Linked DNA regions of Sus scrofa: region 1 is linked to region 2. Evidence: chromatin contacts called from public Hi-C data. All regions are on one chromosome and are shown on one strand. Each heading gives the region's core, a stretch centred on a gene start, on an enhancer-like site or on the middle of the called end of the contact. The rest is flanking DNA. Distances are from core to core; before and after follow the strand shown.

Evidence for each region. A called contact is a pair of places that touch in the nucleus more often than the background predicts.
Region 1: a Hi-C map of skeletal muscle shows a contact between it and region 2, with 3 times the contacts expected there. The contact joins two enhancer-like sites. A contact is called at or near these places in 2 of 47 Hi-C or Micro-C datasets (heart right ventricle and skeletal muscle).

The regions. Positions count from the first base shown.
Region 1 is chr3:108,920,437-108,925,829 of Sscrofa11.1, reverse strand. No RefSeq gene overlaps it. Among named protein-coding and RNA genes, the nearest start is that of LCLAT1, 110 kb to the right of the region's middle. Within about 2 kb of position 3,534, at least 29 of the 83 cell types and tissues checked have an H3K27ac peak or open chromatin away from gene starts, as enhancers often do. A contact at or near this core is called in skeletal muscle, where this site is marked.
Region 2 is chr3:108,758,379-108,763,993 of Sscrofa11.1, reverse strand. All of the region lies in intron 4 of LCLAT1 (lysocardiolipin acyltransferase 1), which reads left to right. Among named protein-coding and RNA genes, the nearest start is that of LCLAT1, 52 kb to the left of the region's middle. Within about 2 kb of position 1,638, at least 2 of the 83 cell types and tissues checked have an H3K27ac peak or open chromatin away from gene starts, as enhancers often do. A contact at or near this core is called in skeletal muscle, where this site is marked.

The DNA of each region.
Region 1 (5,393 bases), core at 2,285-4,784, 160 kb before region 2:
GGACTCAGCCCAGAGGCAAGACTGGGCCCAGACTGTGGCCCCAGGCAGTCTTGTTCCCAGTTTTAATGCTCCTCTCCTTTCATCTTAAATACCCTGCCATCCCGAGTTCTACCTCTGCAGAGCTCTTGGCCCTAAAAGAGATGCATAAGCTGGCCATCCTGATCCTTACTAACAGGAACAGCCTCGGACGAGGCTGCCTTTCCCTTCTTTCTTTCCACAAGACTCTCCAGATGCGTTGCGTGGTCCACAGAAATGTCATTTATACCACGTGGGCCTTGTAGGGCCTCAGAGTTGATTCACTTTCCATGAATAGCTCAGCTATCCCTGAGGTTCTGGCCAGTTTGGAACCTTCTTACTGGCATAGAGGGCTTAGATGACTTCCTGTACAGCCATTGGATGGCTTCCCACAAGCCAAGGCTCCTGGACGAGGCATTTTCCACCGTGGCAAGTCCCTGCTGCTGTGTCCTCCCAAGAAAGCAGGAAAAGCTCATGTGAAGGCTTGAGAGAACCACCAGTAGGTCATATGCAGGAGTCCCTCACTGTCCCCCTGAGAGCACCCAGGAGATGGGGGAGGCGGGGGTCGGGGCATATTATCTGCTTTGCACCATGATCTGGGGTTGGATGGGGAGGAATAAAGGGGAAGACAACTGATTTATTTATACCTGTATCTTTCCCTCTCAAGAGTCAGCATGAAGAAGTACCATCCACTTGGTCATTTAGCAGGAAAAATGCACTTGACTGTGTTCCAGGATGGTCAGGATCACCTGTACAAATAGGCAGACAGGTGAGGAGGTAGCAGCACAGCCTGGGAAACCAGGTGCCCCCATCCCAGCTCCATTGTGACCTGCACTTCACTTTTCCTGTCCAGAAAATTATTTATCTTTATGCAAGAACTGCAGTGCTACCCACTTGCAGCTGTGCTGGGAAAAGTCAGGAATAATGTTGATAAAGCATCTGGCCTCAGAGTTCCCGTCATGGCGCAGTGGTTAACGAATCAGACTAGGAACCATGAGGCTGCCAGTTCGATCCCTGGCCTTGCTCAGTGGGTTAAGGATCCGGCATTGCTGTGAGCTGTGGTGTAGGTCGCAGATGTGGCTCGGATCCCGCGTTGCTGTGGCTCTGGCGTAGGCTGGCAGCTACAGCTCCGATTCGACCCCTAGCCTAGGAACCTCCATATGCCCCGGGAAGCAGCCCTAGAAAAGCAAAAAGACAAAAAAATAAATTAAAGCATCTGGCCTCGTAAGCCACCAAATTGGAGTCTTTTGCAAGTGATGCTCTGATGACCTCATCTGAAAGCTTCTGTGTGCGCTGGGTGCTTGGAGCAGAGTAAGATGAGTCAGGTGCCAGCCCACTTCTTTTCCAAGGACCAACGTCAGCTTTGTTTACCTTTGAAGCCCCAGGTATGGTTGAGCTTGAAAGTCCCTGGGAGGGTTAGGCCATTTGTCCAGCTCCATCATGAGCTTTGTGAAGTGGGAGGCAGAGGTGCTAGTGTGTGCACCAAGGCCTCCTCTAAAGCTCACCCCCTTTTCTCTTTGACTTGCCCTGATACCTTCAAACCCCAACACCTACCTCCCAATTATGTTCATCTCTGTTTGCTCATCTCTCCAGTCCCTCTCCCTGGTAACTCTGACTTCTCCCTCTGATCTCTCTGTCTTCCCCTTTTTTCTTCTCCTCGATGATTGGGTGGCTAACAAAACCAGGGAGACATGCAGTGTTATACATGCAGCAGGCTGGAACCACCTTCCCATGGCTGCAGCAAGCTTCATGATACTGCAGTGCCAGGCGTGGGGTTTCTGCAGGGCTGACAGAGGAAACAGCCCACTTGACCCAGCTCAGAAGGAGATGGAGCTGTAAGAACTGCATCATTAAGAAATTGACTCACGGAGTTCCCTTCGTGGCTTAGCGCAAATGAATCTGACTAGTATCCGTGAGGATGTCGGTTTGATCCCTGGCCTCGCTCAGTGGATTAAGGATCCAGTGTTGCTGTGAGCTCTGGTGCAGCTCGCAGATGCAGCTGGGATCCTGCATTGCTGTGGCTGTGGCCGGCAGCTACGCTTCTGATTCAACCCCTAGCCTGGGAACTTCCATTTAAAAAAAAAAAAGAAAGAAACTGACTCACAAATTGCTGTTGCTAGGTAGAGCCTTTGAGAGAAGAGACCTCAGACTGCAGTAGTGACCATAAGAATTTATGTATCTGCTCGCCCTCTTTCTGCCTCACACACCTGAGTTGGCCACAGGGTTCCCTGGTCATAAGGACAGCAAAGGAGTCCCAGAGACACAGGATATTGGCAGTATTCCAGAACAGTCTGGCCCTCTCCTCTTGCTTCTATTCCCAATAAGGTTTACGAAGCTTAATAAGGCTTAGAGGAAGCTTGCAAATAAGTTCTAGGCTCAAAGAGTGGCACTCCTTTTCTCTGGGCCCAAGAAACTCTCCAGGTTGAAAAACCAATGAAATTGGCATGCCTCACTGCCTGCTGACCACAGATAACTGTTCAGTCTCAGCAGGTGGGTGAGTGCAGTTGCAAAGGATTGTGGGAGTAAATAGAGCAGGTATCTAGATACGGTGACCTGTGGGTTCAAAGGCTCTTGTTTTCTTCCCAGTTCCTCCTCTGACTCTCTCCATGACCCTAAACATTGTTGCCTTTTTCTGTGTCTTGGTCTCCCTGTTTATAAGACAGGCTTGTAACGAGGAGAAACCAATACATAATTGGAAAAAGAAAATGCTATGTAAATAATATTAGAGATTCCCCTGCTGTTTGCTTGACAGCAGTTCACTTAGAAAGTTCAAAATCTTTTTGATCTGAGATGAGAGGGACCAGCTGCTGCGAGATGAAGTCTGATTTAATCCAGAGTTAACTTTCCAGAAGATCTTTGTAGATAATGCGTGATGCTTCTTTGTAGTCTCAATGCAGGACCAAGGTGGAGAAGATGATTTGTGGCATTGCTAACAATTGTAAACGATCATTTCTGATCAAACCATTTTCTTCTTTCTGTCTCGTTTATGTTTCCCATGTACATCATGCTGTAAAGATTCAAGGGACCATTCCCTCTGAAGAGGGACTTCTGACCTCCCAAACGCCATTCATGCTATGTATTTAAAGAATAGTGAGACGTGATGGTTCCATATAGCAGAAGCTTTGCAAAATTGGGAATGGAAAGTATTCTCAGCATTTATGACTCCCTACTTCAAGGGACATTAAGATAACGTGACTCAGGGAACCAATATGGAGAAGGGCTGTTTGGGGGGCCGTGGCGGGGTAGGGGTCACACAACGTACTCACTGGACCACATACAACTGTCTCCCGGCCATCCTCCCTCACGTCTCCCCAGCCAGATTGGAGCAGCCTGTGGAAAAAATTCCTGTCTATTTTCAGAAACAGATAAAAGCATTCAGATTATGCAGTGCAAATCTCAGCCTGAAAGCGGCTGGAAAAATCTGTTCCTTGCCACTGTCACTGACCCCCCTGACCCCTTCAAGTAATGACATTCAGGCCTGCTTCCCCTCCCCTCTCCTCGCCCCTACCCGTACAGACTGACCCTTCCACCGCCCATCTGCTTCTTGTCTGCACAGTCAGAGCATTCATGCCTCTGAGAGCTGGAGACAAGGGAATTGAAGTTGATAGAAAAAAAAAAAATTAATCAGCTGGTTCAAGGAGAAGTCAGGGTTAAATCCAGGTTTCTTTTTATCAGGGTTTTGGAGGGAGCCTAGTTCCAGGGCTCCCCGGTCCAGTCCCCGACTCCCTACCCAGGGCTCACAGAGAGGAGCCTCCGTCTCAGACAGGCACGCCAGCCTCATTTGCTAACAAGATCCTCCCTGGGGAGAACAATATTCTATCCTGGGCAAAGCTGCCCGAGACCAGATGTCTCCGTGTCCTGATCTCCCCCAAGCATAAGAGGTTTGGGAACACTGACTAGTTCATCAGACTGGATCTTTGGTGCAGGGATTATTCCGGCTTTAGGGAAAAGCCTGTTCAGAGACGCCTCTACTGTCCAGTGCACTCTTATTGCAATGAATCAGTTATGCTCTGAAGATGCGCAATTGTAAACACAATAAACCAGGCTTATGCTTAGTGAATCAGGGAGCAAATAGCAGGGAGGACCATTCGGTTAACTGTTCATCTGGGCAGCAGTGGGGGTCTCAGGGATCCATGCCGAAATTTTCTTTCTTTCCAGAACGCTTTGGGTTTAGCCCTGCTCACTGAATAATTCATTAAGCACCAAACTCCTCCTATAAGAGTACTTGTTTCGAGTCCTGGTTTTCCCACTTCCACACAAAACAATGGGTTCACAATCCAAATAGAAGCCAAACAAAGCAGCCGCTGAAGGAGCCAGATGGGCTGACTCTTCCTGAGGGAATAGGATGGGTCTCTTGTTTCCTCCCTGGCATCGTCCTCTGGGTGCACCAGAGGGAGGGCAGCGCTGGGGTGAAGAAGCCACCAGTCGAGCAAGGACGTTTTCAAGAGGGAACAAGGGCCCATCCGTCCAGCAGGATGGAGCCATTCATTGCACCCAGGAGGGGCTCTTGGATTGGAGGGACAGAGGGCAGGAGCAGAGCAGCTGCCAAATAGACTCCAGGTGCTCAGACAACCACAGGGGGTAGGGGTGGGGATGTGGACGGAGCAAGGAACCTGGGGGACCCTGCTAAACTCCACCCAGGCTCAAGATCCACATTTTCGTTTGAAGGCTCATATTCTGCAAAGCAAGAACCTAGGATCAAAGGCCATGGTTGTGATGTTTAATAAAAAGCAGTGGCAGAACACTAGAAGGGAAAAATCATAGCTCAAATCATACCATCTGGTACATCTTTGAATGCTTTATACAACTCCAGGCCTTTATTCAGCTGGTCCCTCTGCCTGGAATGTACCACCTTCTCTGCTTGTCAGACTCCTACTGATTTTATTATTATTATTGTTGTTGTTGTTGTTGTCTTTTTAGTTCCACACCCATGGCATATGGAAGTTCCCAGGCTAGGGTTCAAATCGGAGCTACACCTTCCTCCTATGCCACAGTCACAGCAATGCAGGATCTGAGCCATGTCTTCGACCTACACCACAGCTCATGGCAATGCCAGATCCTTAACCCACTGAGCGAGGCCAGGGATGGAACCTGCCACCTCATGGATGCTAGTCAGATTCATTTTCACTGAGCCAGGATGGGAACGCCTCCTACTGATCCTTAAAAACCCAGCTGAAATATCTCCTCTTCTGCAAAGCTTTGCAATATTCCTCAGGCAGGAAAAAAAATCACATCTTCCTTTGTACTCCAGCAGAATCATCTCTCTCCACTGTGATGCTTATTATCTTCTGATTTGTGTTCTCATTAGTGAAGTATGTGTCTGTGTCCTCCAACTGGGTGTGAGCATCTTGAGGACAGAGCCTGGGTTTTATTCAGAT
Region 2 (5,615 bases), core at 389-2,888:
CATTATTTCACTCATGCCAACAACTGGTTGTGGTTGGTAGGAAGGCAAGTGCCGCTACCTCTATTTTATATTAAAAAAAACTAGCATCCAGGATGGTTAGTAGATTTATGTAGGTCACAGTTAGACTCTCCGCTTCCTACTTTGTGTCTCATGCTACCCCTTCAGAGCCATGTCTATTGAAGGATATAGAGAGAGGTGATTCCATTGATGTCACACTCAAATGTTTACATTTTGATATTTTTATGAAAAAAAAAACCCCAATCGTACTTTTTGTTATACACTTGTATATTTATATATTCATACATGTGTATATACAAATAAATAAGAGATGAGTATATATGAAAAAGGAATTATCCAGAAACATGTCCAAGTGTTATTAATTTTACAAGAACAATTCAAAGTACAGGGTCACCTAGCAGAAGAACAATCTTGTTTGCGTGTTTCTGCTTTCCATTCTGATTTCTGACAAGCCATATTGTGTAAAGGTGATGGCTGTGACAAATTATCACTTTCAGAGTTCCCATTGTTGCACAGTGGAAACAAATCTGACTAGGAACCATGAGGTTGCGGGTTTGATTCCTGGCCTCACTCAATGGGTTAAGGATCCGGCGTTGCTGTGAGCTGTGGTGTAGGTCACAGATGCCATTCAGATCCCGTGTTGCTTTGGCTGTGGTGTAGGCTGGCAGCTACAGCTCCAGTTGGACCCCTAGCCTGGGAACCTCCATATGCCTCAGGTTGGGCCCTAAAAAGACAAAAGACAAAAATAAGTAAATGAACAAATTATCACTTTCATCTGGTAATTGCTACAGTGTCATAAAACTGCTTGTGCCCAACATGAAAGGTCTTGAAACATTATGTAAGGAAAGATATAAAGTTCTTCTTTCCCTAATTGACATCACTGTTGCTCCTTTAGGGTTTAATGTAGTCTAAGATATGAAATATAGCCTCTCCTAGTGAACCCTGCTAAAATGAAGCATCTTTACAACTGAGTACTCATCATTTAAAAGAAATGTATAGCCAGTCCCAAATCACATTGGTATAGTTAACTGAAAATGTTGTTCCTGTTAGTTGGCTTGCTTTTGGAATTCTGTGTTTATAACTAATATGAAATGGAATCGTGGGCTTGATGCTCATATTGTATATGAATAGCAAATGTCCATCTACCCATAAAAGCTCATGGAGAACACAATTCTTTATGCCTATGGAATGGGACAGGGGGGCACCAAGACATTAAAGCAGTGATGCTGCTGCTGATTGGTTGGTTTGTTTTTAACATGGTACCACATTCTAAACCAGGGCCAGTGTAGATTCACCCTTCTCATGCAGCAATGTTTATTTCCCAACAACCTGGTATTTTATAGTATTTAAGGATTGCCTTTAAAGTATTTCTGACATCATGGAATAGGTTTTTGGAAAATATCTTTTGCTAATGAAGATCTTTTTAAATTGTAGGCAGGATAGTTAAGATTATTTTATAGAGGATAAGGATATATCTTTAGAGCTCTCTGTTCTGAAATCTGGAAAATATTTTAGTAGCAGACTGATTTATAACTTTGGGGAACATGCATTACTTAGTCATCACTCAGAGCACTAGTCAACAACCACAGTATACAATTTTTCCTACCAGAACTGCCAACTGATTTGCCCTCCCTTTCTGTATCAGTAAAAAAAGAAACACAGATGACCTAGTGCTTCAGCTAAAAAAAACAGTTAGATGATTCCATTTACATCAGTTTGAAAAGTAGAATGGGGCCTATACACTGTAATAATGGAAACAAGAAGTATAATGATGGTAATTATAACAGTAACTGCAGCCAACATTTATTGAGCATTTACTGAGTACTAGGCATTATATCCTATATGCATAAGGTTAGTTAACCCTCACAACCACCATACTGGTAGTTGCCAGTATTTAACTTGTAGGGCAAAACTGAAACAGAAATTGAGGTGAAGAAGCTCAAAATTATTGGAACGTGGTTTGTGTGACTGAATAGCTTGCATTCTTTCTACTGTAACTTGATGTCTCCTATATTTATAATGTGACATTTAGTTAAAGCACCTTTGTAATAAGAGTGAGCTGGATGGTTTTCTTCAAGGAAAATTTTAAAAAAGCAAAAAGAGGCTAAATGGCCAGATCATGGAGAGATTGGAGTCGCAAGAGAAGTGTTTATGATGCAGCCTAAGATGACAGGGAGAGTAGGCACAGCCTGGGTGGGGGTGAGGAGAGGTGTTAAGCAAATAGAAAGAGATTAAGTTTCAAGAATCAGAGGTGAAGAGGATCTTAGACTGTCTAGTCAGAATATCCTTTTAGAAAAGGAACCTAGGACTCAGAAAGGCCCAGCACAACTTTCTGATCTTTTCTGATCTCTGCTTTTACTAATCAGGTAAGTGAAAAAGAAGCTTCAATATTAATTGTTAAAACAAATGACAATTAATATTCCAGTTGGAGACTACATATTAAAACCAGTTATGTTTAGGTAACATCTTTTCGGCTTACTCAGGCATGTAACTGAGTTTGTTATTGCTGATAATTTAATAGCACAAGTTCAGGCAGATGATAAAGAAGTTCAAGACATTAAGAAGTTAAGGGTAAGTCTTAACAGGAAGCACTGCATAAGAGAAAATACAAAACAAGGAAAGTAGTTTCTGTGCTTCTGTTTAGAATATACTTCACTGAGATTAAGCATGTTTAGAAAACACACTCTTAACCTGAAATATAACATCCATTATATAACATCATACAGATGTGTTGTTCTTATAGTAATAATAATTGCAAAAAGATACCCTAAGCACTTTGATTTCTATCATTTTTATACCAGCTTTTATTCTCTTACTAGAGTGTAACCTTCTTAAGGATATGGAATGTCCTGCACATAATAGAGAATCAGTATTGGTTAGGTTGAATTTTTGCGGAGGGGGGACTTTTTGTCTTTTTAGGGCCGTACCCCTGGCATATGGAGGTTCCCAGGGTAGGAGTCCAATTGGAGCTGTAGCCGCCGGTCTACACCAGAGCCACAGCAATGCAGGGTTCGAGCCATGTCTGCAATCTACACCACAGCTCAGGCAAAGCTGGATTCTTAACCCACTGAGTGAGGCCAGGGATCAATCCTGCATCTTCATGGATCTTAGTTGGGTTCGTTAACCGCTGAGCCATGAAAGGAACTCCGAGTTGAATATTTTTTTTTGTTTAAAAAATAAGCATAGTGTCCTACCATTATCTTCCCAGAGCATTATATATTATACTGATCAATATCTGTCATGGATCATTTATTTGATATGTATCTCAAATCACAGGACATTTCACTATGTGATTATGTAATTTTTTTTTTTTTTTTTTTTTGTCTTTTTGCCATTTCTTGGGTCGCTCCTGCGGCATATGGAGATTCCCAGGCTAGGGGTCCAATCGGAGCTGTAGCCACCGGCCTACGCCAGAGCCACAGCAACGCGGGATCCGAGCCGTGTCTGCCACCTGCACCACAGCTCACGGCAACGCTGGATCGTTAACCCACTGAGCAAGGCCAGGGATTAAACCTGCAATCTCATGGTTCCTAGTTGGATTCGTTAACCACTGCACCACGACTGGAACTCCAGATTATGTAACTTTTTTTAGTACTAGATAAACTCCCAAAAAGAAGTTGCTAACTTAAAGATGCTTTTACATGAGAAAATTCTTTGTTTTTTAGTTACACAGCATTAATAAATTTATCATGTAATTTTAAAGTTTTAACTTAATGTGCCAAAATTTAGTTATATTTATTATAATCTCTGCTGCTATATTATTTTTTAACACTAGTAGCTTTATTCTTTTTTGATTTTAAACAAATAATGATTTGGGGCAATCATTATTTGGTTTTGTTACCTGTTTTGTAAGCCAATTACTGGGTTGTAACCATGCAATAATTACCTTCACCTTTAAGTGGCACAAGTGTGCATATTTGAGACAACTTGAAATCAGACACTCCACTCCAATGTGACCTTGCCGTCAAGAAGTTTACAGTATTTATAGATAGATAAGAATAGTACACATGGAAAAATCTAAAAATTAGGATGAGAGTGTAATTACATGCTAGGTTTCCTGGTATACAGTATAAAATATTATCCTGAATTACGTTCCACAGTTAGGGATGTCTTCAGTCAAGAGAGATCATGTAGTATTGAAATACTTAGTTAAGGTGTCTTCAAGAACTGAATTCCCCTTGAACCTTAGAGACTATATGTGATTTGGATAAGTAGAAAAATAAGGATGGCTAAGGGCAAGAAAGGAAGAGAACAAGGAAGGGCACAGACTTTGGGCCAGAGTGAAGTTGAGGAGTCAGCTATGCAAAACCAATGTGACTGAGTTGAAGACCTGTGTTGTGGAGTAACAGACAATATTTAAGAAGGTTGTGCGGAGCCATTATTGTTGAAAAACTTAATTCCTGCCCACAAATAGTCATGTTTTTTATTTTTTTCCATTTTTAGATCTAGTCACTCAAGCAAACAGCTCATGTGTAAAGACTAAAACATATAGATATATTTAAGTTTGGGTGTTTTAGAATTCAAAGTAAAATAATCCATCTTTCAATCCATTTTTAGCTCATATGCCTAAATTCTAAATAGGAAGAAATGAAGGATACTAGCTTTCCACTAATATAGGGGATATAGGGTTAACCACTAAAAAAATAAGTAAATTCCCACTAGATAATTTGGATCAGCACACCTGATCAGAACTCTTCAGTCTATACTCAGGGATAGAGATCACTAACTTAACACCCAGATTACATATATAGTCCTCTGTTTGGCTTCCTCACTTTGGTCTATAGTAGTTCTCTATTATTCTGAGAAAGCTGGTGGTTTCCTAGGAAGCAGGAGAAGTATACTGATCATAAACAGTCTCCAATGCTGTTGTTAGACCATTTGAATGTCTGGGATTTTTTGCTTAGTACACAACTACCTACTGATAACTTAGCCTCTTCTTGCCTGTAGTGGCTGTATATAGCTGGGAAGTAAAGACGGCCAGCAGGAACCATCACATTGCATTTATCTTAATCGGTGAGCCTCCCCCAGGATTGCATTTTGATGACTTCCTAACAAACGGCATGTTCTAGGAGGCCAGGAAGAAAGGCAGACAAACTATTGGAATATTGGGTGCATTAAGTGCCATATACTCTGACCTTTTCACATGACTTATTGCTGGAAACTATTTATGAAATAGGATGAGACCTTTCTCTTATGTTTAAAAAAAAAAAAAAGGTGTAATTGGGAAGTAGGTCTTTGACATTTACTAGAATAATTTCTGAGATCTTTTATATTTCCCCAAATTTGCAGATATCTTTGTAGCATAGCAGTTGAGTCTCTTCTGAGGCCATTTTACAAAGAACAAAAAGCTTTTATCTGTTTATGGTGATGAATAAAATATAACAAAAACTAAAGGATATTTGGATACTGATCAGTGGGAAAGCACACGGATCAACGAAATGACTTGGTGTCCTAGTCATTTCTGTTAGGCAGAAATGATTCAAATTTGCCTTAGAAAAATTGTATATGACCCCATCTTAAAAACCTTTGGAGTTAACATCGAATCTTTGAATGCCATGCTTTTAGATCATAAATAGAAGTTATTATTTTTTCCTTTG